Linked DNA regions of Ovis aries: region 2 is linked to region 1. A link is a contact called in public Hi-C data. All regions are on one chromosome and are shown on one strand. Each heading gives the region's core, a stretch centred on a gene start, on an enhancer-like site or on the middle of the called end of the contact. The rest is flanking DNA. Distances are from core to core; before and after follow the strand shown. Region 1 holds the start of LIPG (lipase G, endothelial type). Region 2 has its middle 110 kb from the start of LIPG.

Region 1 (4,457 bases), core at 746-3,245:
CAGGTTACTAACACAATTCCACAGTGATAAGAGAACAGACTCTGTATGATTTCAATAACTTTTAGACCATGAAGTTTTTGCACCTTAGTTTGTTTGAATTCCTGAATATGTCCCAGTGTCTTTTGATTTATAGTTTATGGGAACTTGAATAAAATTTGTGTCCTGCTGTTGTGTGGAAACTGTATAAATCTTACCATTGAATTGTTTCATAGTGCTTTACAGGTCTAGTATATCCTTCTACTTTTCTGTCTGTTCATTCTGTTAATTTCTGAGAGTTTGATATTGAAACTCCAACTAAAAATCTTAATTAATGTATTTAAAATAATTGTAATGTATAGTGGAACTATTAAAAAACATATTTTTTAAATAGTAATCAGAATTACTGCAATCAAAATATCAGAATATCTGCAGGGCAAAAGAACCAGGCTTGGAAAGTATACTCAGGCAGACTGCATTGCCCAAGTCCGTCTGCAGGCTGGTCTGGGGATGCCTGGGGGTGCCACCATCCCATCCTCTTCTTCCCCCACCCAAAGCAGAGCTGGCTCCTGCTGCCCTGTTGGCAGAGGAGTGGCTGTGTGCCTCTAGACTCACTGGCTTTCACCTTAGAGTTTGATTGGCTGAGTTTAAACCAGGAACTCTAGCTGCAAGGGAGGCTGGCAAGGTGTGCTTTTGCTTTTCAGCTTCTGAAGTGGAAAATGGGCTCCTCTTATGAAAGGGAAGTTCATTCCTATAACCTAGGAAGGTGTCTTCAGATGATAGATGGCCTAGAAAAATGCTCAGAACCTTTGCTAGAGTAATGTGAGACCTCGATACAAAGTTTCTGCTGAAACTCCCCAGGCAGGGTCTTCCTCCACACAGGAGACTCCCAAGCCCTCATTGAGGTTCTTCTAGAAAATATTTTGCATATTTTATATATATGTTATGCTTTGCATAAGAGAGTTGATGTTATACTTCACTCTAATGCTGTGATTATAGCTTCATTATGTGCTTTGAAAGTTCTCACATGATGTTTTAATATAGAGACACAGGAGGGCACTCTAACCAACCAGTAATAAAATCTAAATGGTTTCATAGCCTTGGCAGTTAAAAGATGAGGATTGATCTTGTTGAATCTTTTTTTTTTTTCCAGGTAGGATAACCAGCTTTGCAGGAGTACCTAGCTCTTCTAGGGAATCTCATTTCTGACAGAGGTCCCCAAGACACACCCTCCACACTGTCCATTTAAAGTTCTAGGGGCCATGATTTGAGTAACTCAGAATAGCGAGGGGGATTTTTGACTCACAGGCTGCCTACTGACTCAACCAGGCAAGAGATGGAGATTTGGCACCCAAACATTCCTATTTAGAGGCCAACTGGCTAAATCAAACTAAGAGCAGAAGAGACAGAACTGGTTATCAGAGACTTGCTTCAGAGCTACTCCCTGTTCCTCTGACTCAATTTTCCCATCTGTAGAATAGAGATGATACCTGACTTATGTCTGTAGAGTTTGCCAGTGAAGAAGGGGAGCGCTAAGAAGAGGGGGGAAATATCTGGAAATACCATTTACTCATGACCAGTGAGGTTTACACTGAAAAAATAGAGCAGGCCTGCCTCTTGTTAATGAATTCTAGCACAGGACGGACGAAGCGCGCTTCGGCGCTGGCAACTGCAGTGACAAACGGAACGGGGATAAGTCGGATCAGGACCAGCTGCTCCAGACTGGTTTCCCCACACCGATCTCCCAGGCGGGGGCGCAGACACCGGCGAGGAAGGGACGCCGGGCTGCCCGGGCGGTTTTCCTCTCGGCCGGCAGGAGCTAGACTGGTTCCAGGCCTCCGCGGGGTTGCTGCTGCTGCTGCTAAGTCGCTTCAGTCGTGTCCGACTCCGTGCGACCCCATAGACGGCAGCCCACCAGGCTCCGCCGTCCCTGGGATTCTCCAGTCAAGAGTACTGGAGTGGGGTGCCGTTGCCTTCTCCGCTCCGCGGGGTTACTTGCGGTCAAAGGTGCAGTCTGGCGGGAAGCAGGCGGATGGCGGTGCGCAGGCGGATGGCGGTGCGCAGCCGGCCGCGGCGCTTTCTCTCTCCCGCCTCCTCGGCGCTCCCGAGGGCTGTGGAGGCGCAGCGGCTCCGGAGTCGTGCTGGCCGCCGGCGGCCGAGGGCCCCGGGCTCAGCCCCTGACCCCTGCCCCAGATGCAGGCTCGGGAGGTGGGGTGCGGTCCCGGGGATCCGAGCGCGAACCTGGAGCTGGCACCCGCGGGAGGAGCAGGGCGCGCGCAATGAAGGGAAGAAGAGGAGGGCAAAATGATGACGGAGAGGAAGAAGCTGCCTCATTCCCCTCGATAAGGGGGGCGCCTCCGCCTCGACACTTGGCACTGGTTGCGAGTCTGAGACCCCCAAGCCTGGCTCATTGTTTCCTTAGGGGAGTGTCGCCTGGCGTCCCTCTAGCCCTCCAGCCCCAGGTATGAGAGCGCCTACCACGCGGCAGGCACCGCACCCAGCGCTGTTTGTATTATCCTGTGTGTGTGTGTGTGTGTGTTAGTCGCTCAGTTGTGTCCGACTCTTTGAGACCCCATGGAGTGTAGCCCACCAGACTCCTCCGTCCATGGGATTCTCCTGGCAAGAATACTGGAGAGGGTTGCCATGCCCTTTTTCCAGGGGGTCTTTCCAGACGCAGGGATCGAACCCTGGTCGCCCACATTGCGCCCACCAGGGAAGCTCAGATGGTATTATCCTGGATCTTTTCATTTCTGCCACATCCCTAACCGACAGGAACTGTTACCACCGGTGTACGGGGGAGGAAGGAACGGCTTTGGGGAAGTTGCGTGGCTTGCCCTAAGTTCTGTAGCTAGTGGCGAAGCTAGCACTCCAAGAGGGGTCAGAGCGATTCTGACACCCAGGCTACCGCCCACAGCCTCTTAACTCTGCCCGGTTATTGTCGGATCGCGCCGTCTGCACCTGTCACGGGCCTCGCTAGCAGCAGGAAAGGGAGTAAAGAAGGATCACAGGGTGACCAGGTGTCTTTTCTCCATGCGGACCGTTGGCCCGGGGCGAGGAGAGAGCATTGTGCGCGCGCGCGGATGGCTTTGCGCCTTGGAGAGGGCAACCTTCCTTCTCCAGGGATCGCGATCACAGAGGGAGCAGGGCTATGGGGCAACGACTCCCCTGGAGCTGCAGGGGGTGGCAGAGAATCTAGGGTCGGGAAATGGACACTGAGAAAAAGTAGGGTGGTGAAAGCGCTGCTGCCCCCGGAGCCGGCTGGGGAGGAAACAAGCCTGCGCTTGCTGAGTGTCCACGCGGTGAGTGTGCGGTGCTTTCATTCAAACTTTGGGGAGTCTTTGGTTCTGGCGTCAGCGAAGGTGTGACCAATCAGAGTCCGGGCAAGGGAATAAATTATGCAAATCACCATCTGGCGATGGATCAGATGACTCCCAATACTTAAAAAGTACCTCGCCGGGAGCTCGCTGGGTGACAGTGGCGAGCCCTGGCTTCCTGGGCAGGCGCCCGAGAGGGCCGGTCTGGTTCTGGTTCAAGCCCCTTCACATTCCCCCCACCACCCCGCGGCTGAGTTTAGCCGAGTTTTCATCTTCAGTCTTCTCCACCTTCAGCTGTCTAAGGCCACCGCTCTCTGGTGGAGCGAGGGCTTCCCACTTGGGGTTTTACAGGCTTGGACCGCTGGAAACTTCGAGAGGTGTTTTTTGTCTTGTTTTTTTTTTTTTCAGTCTTTTTAAAAGTCCCAGTTTGGAGAAGGGAGTGCGAGGGGGTGGTAAGGATGAGAAACACCGTTCTTCAGCTCTGCCTGTGGAGCGCCTATTGTTGCTTTGCCACGGGAGACCCCATACCCCTTGGTCCAGAGGGACGGCTGCAAGGTAACTTATTTCACTTATTTCATTACCACCCCCAAAGCTTCTTTTCTGGGCCAGGGCCCTCTGTCTTGCCCTTCTTCCTCGATCCTGCAGCATCCTCCTTGCTTTCCGCCTGCGCTGTCCATTCGCTCCTCCTAATTGGTCTTGCAGTTCACTTGTTCCTCGGCGCTTCTGACCAGGGCATCCCAGAGCCGGCCGGCTGCGGGGTGTGCTCCCCCGCGCTCTGTCCGGCTCCACCCCTTTGCCGTTAATATGCACTCTTATCGATGCTGTCCAGCCAGCAGAGTTGGCTGCCAGCAGCTCTTCAACCTTGCCCTCCTCTTTGAACCTGCGGGTTTTCGAGGCAAGAAGGTTGTTAGAAAGAGCTGTCATCTGGCGCTCTTCTTTTTAATCTCGGCTAGATGCTTTGAAATTTTAGGCGCCAGGGTAGCTGGCTCTGGTTTGAGGAGCGTTTTCCGGGAGGATTTGGTGGGTAATTTGGACAGAGAACCCCAGGCTGCCAGCCTCCTCCTCCTCCTCTCCAGCAGTCTTTCCAGCCTTTACTCCTCCTCTTGCTACCTTTCTTCCTTCCAGCTGCCAGCTTTCCTTTTTCAGTCTCTTCTATTGGAGAAAGCA
Region 2 (4,462 bases), core at 398-2,897, 110 kb after region 1:
AAACAAAGCTTAGAATAACTCTCCAGTGTTGCCTGAGGGCCCTGGGGAGCAGCGTAGACAGTTTCATAGGGGCAGGTTCCTGGCCAATCAAAAAGTCTCCTGAGAAGGGTAAAAGCTGCATGTGAGAGATGCTGACATAGTAAACAACCGATCACTTCAAGAGCCAGTCATGTGGCTCGGAGAACAGCATCAAGCTGATGGTTTCACCAAATGGTCATTTCAGTAACCACGGAGTTGGCTCTGAGCTGGGTCTTTCAGCCTGAAATTCACCGGGCAGTGAGAGACCCACCAACCTCTCCCACCAACCCTTCCATCAAAGCCTACCCAAGAGGCTTGGTCTGGCCACTGGGAAGCCCTCCTTTAAGGCTGGTGTGGAGGGCAGACCTGCCCCCTGTATTGATGGACAGTCCCATTTGATCGGGCATTCATGGGGCAGGGTTATATTTCAAGAATGACAGGGTGACCCTGGGACCAGGAGATGGGGGTTACAACATGCTCTGAAAATCAGAGGATGTACAGCACACCCCTCATGCCCACCTGCCATTGTTGTCCTCTTTAAACCAGCATTCACCGTATTGGAGTGCTACCCTCTGAAGGCTGCTTTTTCACATGGAGAAAGGTGTCTGCCCCCTACACACAGCCAGGCCAAAGGCCCCATGCTTGCTTTGTAAATATTAACACAAGTTACAATTAGTCCACTAATTCCTTGATTATGAACATTAATTAGACAAACTGACTCCTGAGATCTGCCAAACAAAAGAAGGGGTTCAGGTATTTTCGGTCATGAAAAAGAACAGACTTAGCATATGGTCCAGAGAAGGACACAGGCCTTCAGGTTAGTGCCTTGATTACAGGAAAATGTTATATCAATCATGAAATAAAATTGCTTATTTGCTCTTGGGAAATAGCATGGTTTAAAGAATTGATCCAGATCTATCTGGATGGGTTCTGTTCTGTTTGAATTTGAGCTTTTGATTCTGTTCAATTCCATGAATTGAATTGTTGGATAGCTGTTATTTGGAAAGAAAAAAAAAAGAAAAGACAATGTGCTCTCCTTCCTTAAGGAGCTGATAGAATTATAAGAGGTAGTGGACCACAGAGGATGAGTTAGTTGGGTGGCATCACCGACTCAATATATGAGTTTGTGCAAACTCCGGGAGATGGTGAAGAACAGGGAAGCCTGGCGTTCTACAGTGCATGCGGTCACAGAGTCGGACATGACTTAGAGACTGAACTACAACAACGTGTTATGCGTGTGTGCTCACTCAGTCGTGTTCGACTCTTTGTGACCCCATGGACTGTAGCCCACCAAGCTCCTCTGTCCATGGGATTCTCCAGGCAAGAATACTGGGGTGGGTTGCTATTTCCTCCTCCATGGGATCTTCCCGACCCAAGGATCAAACAAGCGTCTCCTGAGGCTCTTGCATTGGCATGCAGATTCTTTATAACTGAGCCCCCTGGGAAGCCCAGTTGCTGTTACAGAAGTCATTAAGAGAAAGAGAGAGGGAGAGAAAGAGGAACATAGAGCTGAGTGATGCTTCATTGGAGAGACGAGTCTTGAACTGGTCACTTGGAAAACAGTTAGGACTTGGCTGGAGGAAAAGCATGTGCGAGACACTCTGGACTTAGCAAATGCTGCAATAGCCAAAGTGCGGAGGGAGATGAACAGGCCCGTGTGGGAAAGGAAGGCTGGGACTCAGGCCAGCATATCCAGAGTTGCACAAGAATTTTATGGAGAGGCAGTAACGCTGAATGTTAAAAGCGGCATCGACACAAGAATCCATAGTGATATAAACAAATGATCAAATAAATGAATAAATGCAGAAGAGACAAATCTTCCTTATAGGAGTTAAAACAACATAGGTTAATATTCCCACCTCCAGGAGCGGGGAACTTAAGGGAACTTAACCTACTCCTGCTCCTACCCCATGTGTGGGGCAGACTTAGAGACTTCCTTCCAGAGGACAGATGTAGAAAGAGGAAGTATTTGCCTCCCACCATGGGGATATCTAGCAAATGCCATCTTTTTTTTTTTTTTTAACTTAATTTAGCCACATTTTTGTTAGTTGCAGTATGTGGGCTTAGGTGTTCTGCAACATGTGGGCTCCTAGCTCCCTGATCAGGGATCAAATCAGCGTCCCCTACATTGCAAGGCAGATTCTTAACCACTGGATCACCAGGGAAGTCCTTGGAAAATACCACTTTAATCAGGTTGTTAGGGTTGCTATCACTGGTGCTGTGGATGTCATGTACCCCCTTCTATGAGCCAGGGTTCTCCAGAGAAAAAGAACCAATTGGATACAGAGAGAGAGAGAGAGAAGATGAAGTCTATTACAGAAACTGGCTCACGTGGTTATGAAGGCGAGCAATCCCAGTTTGCAGTCTGCAAGCAAGCTGGAGAATGGGGAAAGCTGGGGGTGTAATTCAGTGTAATTCAGTCTGAGTCTGAAGGCCTGAGAACTGGGAGGCAGATGGTGTGAGTCCCAGTCTGATCCCCAAAACTCAAGACCCAGGTGCGCTGACGCCAAAGAACAGGAGAAGATGGACGTCACAGCTCAGGCAAAATGCAAATGCAGCCCCCCTTCACCTTTGTGTTCCATTTGAGCCCTCACCTGGGGGGCCACCTGTGTTGGCGAGGGCCAACTTGTTTTACTCACTGATTCAAACACTTATCTCATCTGGAAATACCCAGAAATAATGTTTTATCAGCTCTCTGAGCATCACTGAGCCAAGCCAAGTTGAAGCAGACAAGTAGCCAAGGAATGCCACAGGTTGCCAGCAAACCAGCAGAAGCTAGAGGAGAGGCATGGGGCAGAATTTTCCCTCCTTCTCTCAGGAGGAACAACCCTGCTGGTACCCTGATCTCAGACTTGCAGCTTCCAGAACCATAAGACCAGAGCATCCAGTTTGTGATGCTTTGAAACGACAGCTCTGGCAAACCAGTACATCGAGAAAGCAAAGCAGCTGCACTTGTCCACGTGAAGCAGTAACTGGCCTAAATCTGCAAGACCGAAGCATCCAAAGAGAGGCCTGCTGCCAGCAAGCTCTGCAGTGAAGCCCCAGCGGCAGCGCCGAGAGGGCGCAGCGCCCCGTCCTCAGTAGGAGCCCCGCAGAGAAACCCGGAGTGGCGACAGGGCGGTGTGTCCGGGGAGCCTTCCTTCTGTCCTGTCTCTGAGTGCTTCACGCCTTTGCTCTCTGGGACCTGTGCTGCCTGTAACTACAGCCTCTGTCTGCTTTGGGCTATTTGTCTCTCCGGAAAAAACTGGGAAGAAAAAAGATAGCTAAGTTATGAAAGAAAGAAAGTTTGGGTCTATAAACCTGACTTGTCTGATCTTACCATGAATTAGCGGAGAGTTGACAATATCAACTGGGAGTCCTTCTGCGTTTTTCCTGGAGGCAATGGGGCCACATTTGTTGGGTAGACCGCTCAAGCGCTGTCTGTGGAAGCCCTATTCCGCCTCTCCCTCAATGAACCCCTGCAGACGTCTCTCAGCTCTTTCCTCTGGGTCTCTCAGGTATCCAGTCATAGGCACTGCTGGTGCCAAAGCCTTCTAGAAAAAATCCAGCCAGACAAAGAGTCTTGGTCTATCTGGGCTGCTGTCACAGAACATCACCACCGAGGCAGCTTACCAAGGACAGGGGCTGGGCGTCTGAGGTCAGCGAGCCAGCACGGTTGAGCTCTGGTGAGAAGCTTCCAGGTGGCAGACTGCTGCCTTCTCACTGTCCTCACATGGTAGAAGGGCTGAGATAGTGGCCTGGGGTCCCTTTCATAAGGGCACTAATCCCACTCACGAGGGCTCCACCCTCATGATGTAATCGCCTCCCAAAGCCCCACTGGCTGATACAATCACTTTCACGGTTAGGATTTCAACATATGAATTTTCAGGGGACACAAACATTCAGACCATAACACGAGAGAGCAACCCCTCACCTCCAGGTACCAGAAGGAGATCCATTGAACCAGACTGGCTTAGGCTGAGATGGGGCTGCTCAGCAGACAGAAGCAGAAGGGCATTGAGGTAGGTTGGTGAGATCTACTAAAGGCCAGTCCTCACTTACAAACATCATAGAGTGAAGGAAAAGACACAGGACCTAGAGAAAAAGAGACTGGGCAGAGGTGGGGGCACTGAGGGGCGAAAGCAACTGTGGTCATAAACCAAAGCAGCAAGGGGCCAGGAGCTCCGCTGCCGAGCAGCAAATGGTCCCAAGTGAAGTTGACGGTGATCGTGGTGATCATTAAACAGAGAACATCATGACTCCACTGATTTGGAGAGAAAGGGGATCGACAGTTGCCCATGCTGTCCCTCACCTGGGAAAGGGGAGAAATACATTTGATTTTGATGCATTAAGTACAGCTTTTAGGAAACATCAGAATCACCCAGGGTGTTTTAGCAAGATGATGCTTGGGTTGTTCCCCAACCCACTGATCCACTGAATCTCTGTGGAGTGAATGGGATTAGGG

The links. Hi-C and Micro-C count contacts between places; a contact is called where the count stands out from the background.
Region 2: a Hi-C map of mixed tissues shows a contact between it and region 1, with 2.8 times the contacts expected there. The contact joins the enhancer-like site here to the promoter of LIPG in region 1. A contact is called at or near these places in 2 of 16 Hi-C or Micro-C datasets (mixed tissues and skin fibroblasts).

The regions. Positions count from the first base shown.
Region 1 is chr23:49,510,801-49,515,257 of ARS-UI_Ramb_v3.0, forward strand. It overlaps LIPG (lipase G, endothelial type), which reads left to right and starts at 1,996. Exons shown (of 11, transcript XM_012103679.5): 1 at 1,996-2,438; 2 at 3,699-3,845. The coding sequence starts at 3,749.
Region 2 is chr23:49,619,929-49,624,390 of ARS-UI_Ramb_v3.0, forward strand. No RefSeq gene overlaps it. Among named protein-coding and RNA genes, the nearest start is that of LIPG, 110 kb to the left of the region's middle. Within about 2 kb of position 1,648, at least 3 of the 54 cell types and tissues checked have an H3K27ac peak or open chromatin away from gene starts, as enhancers often do.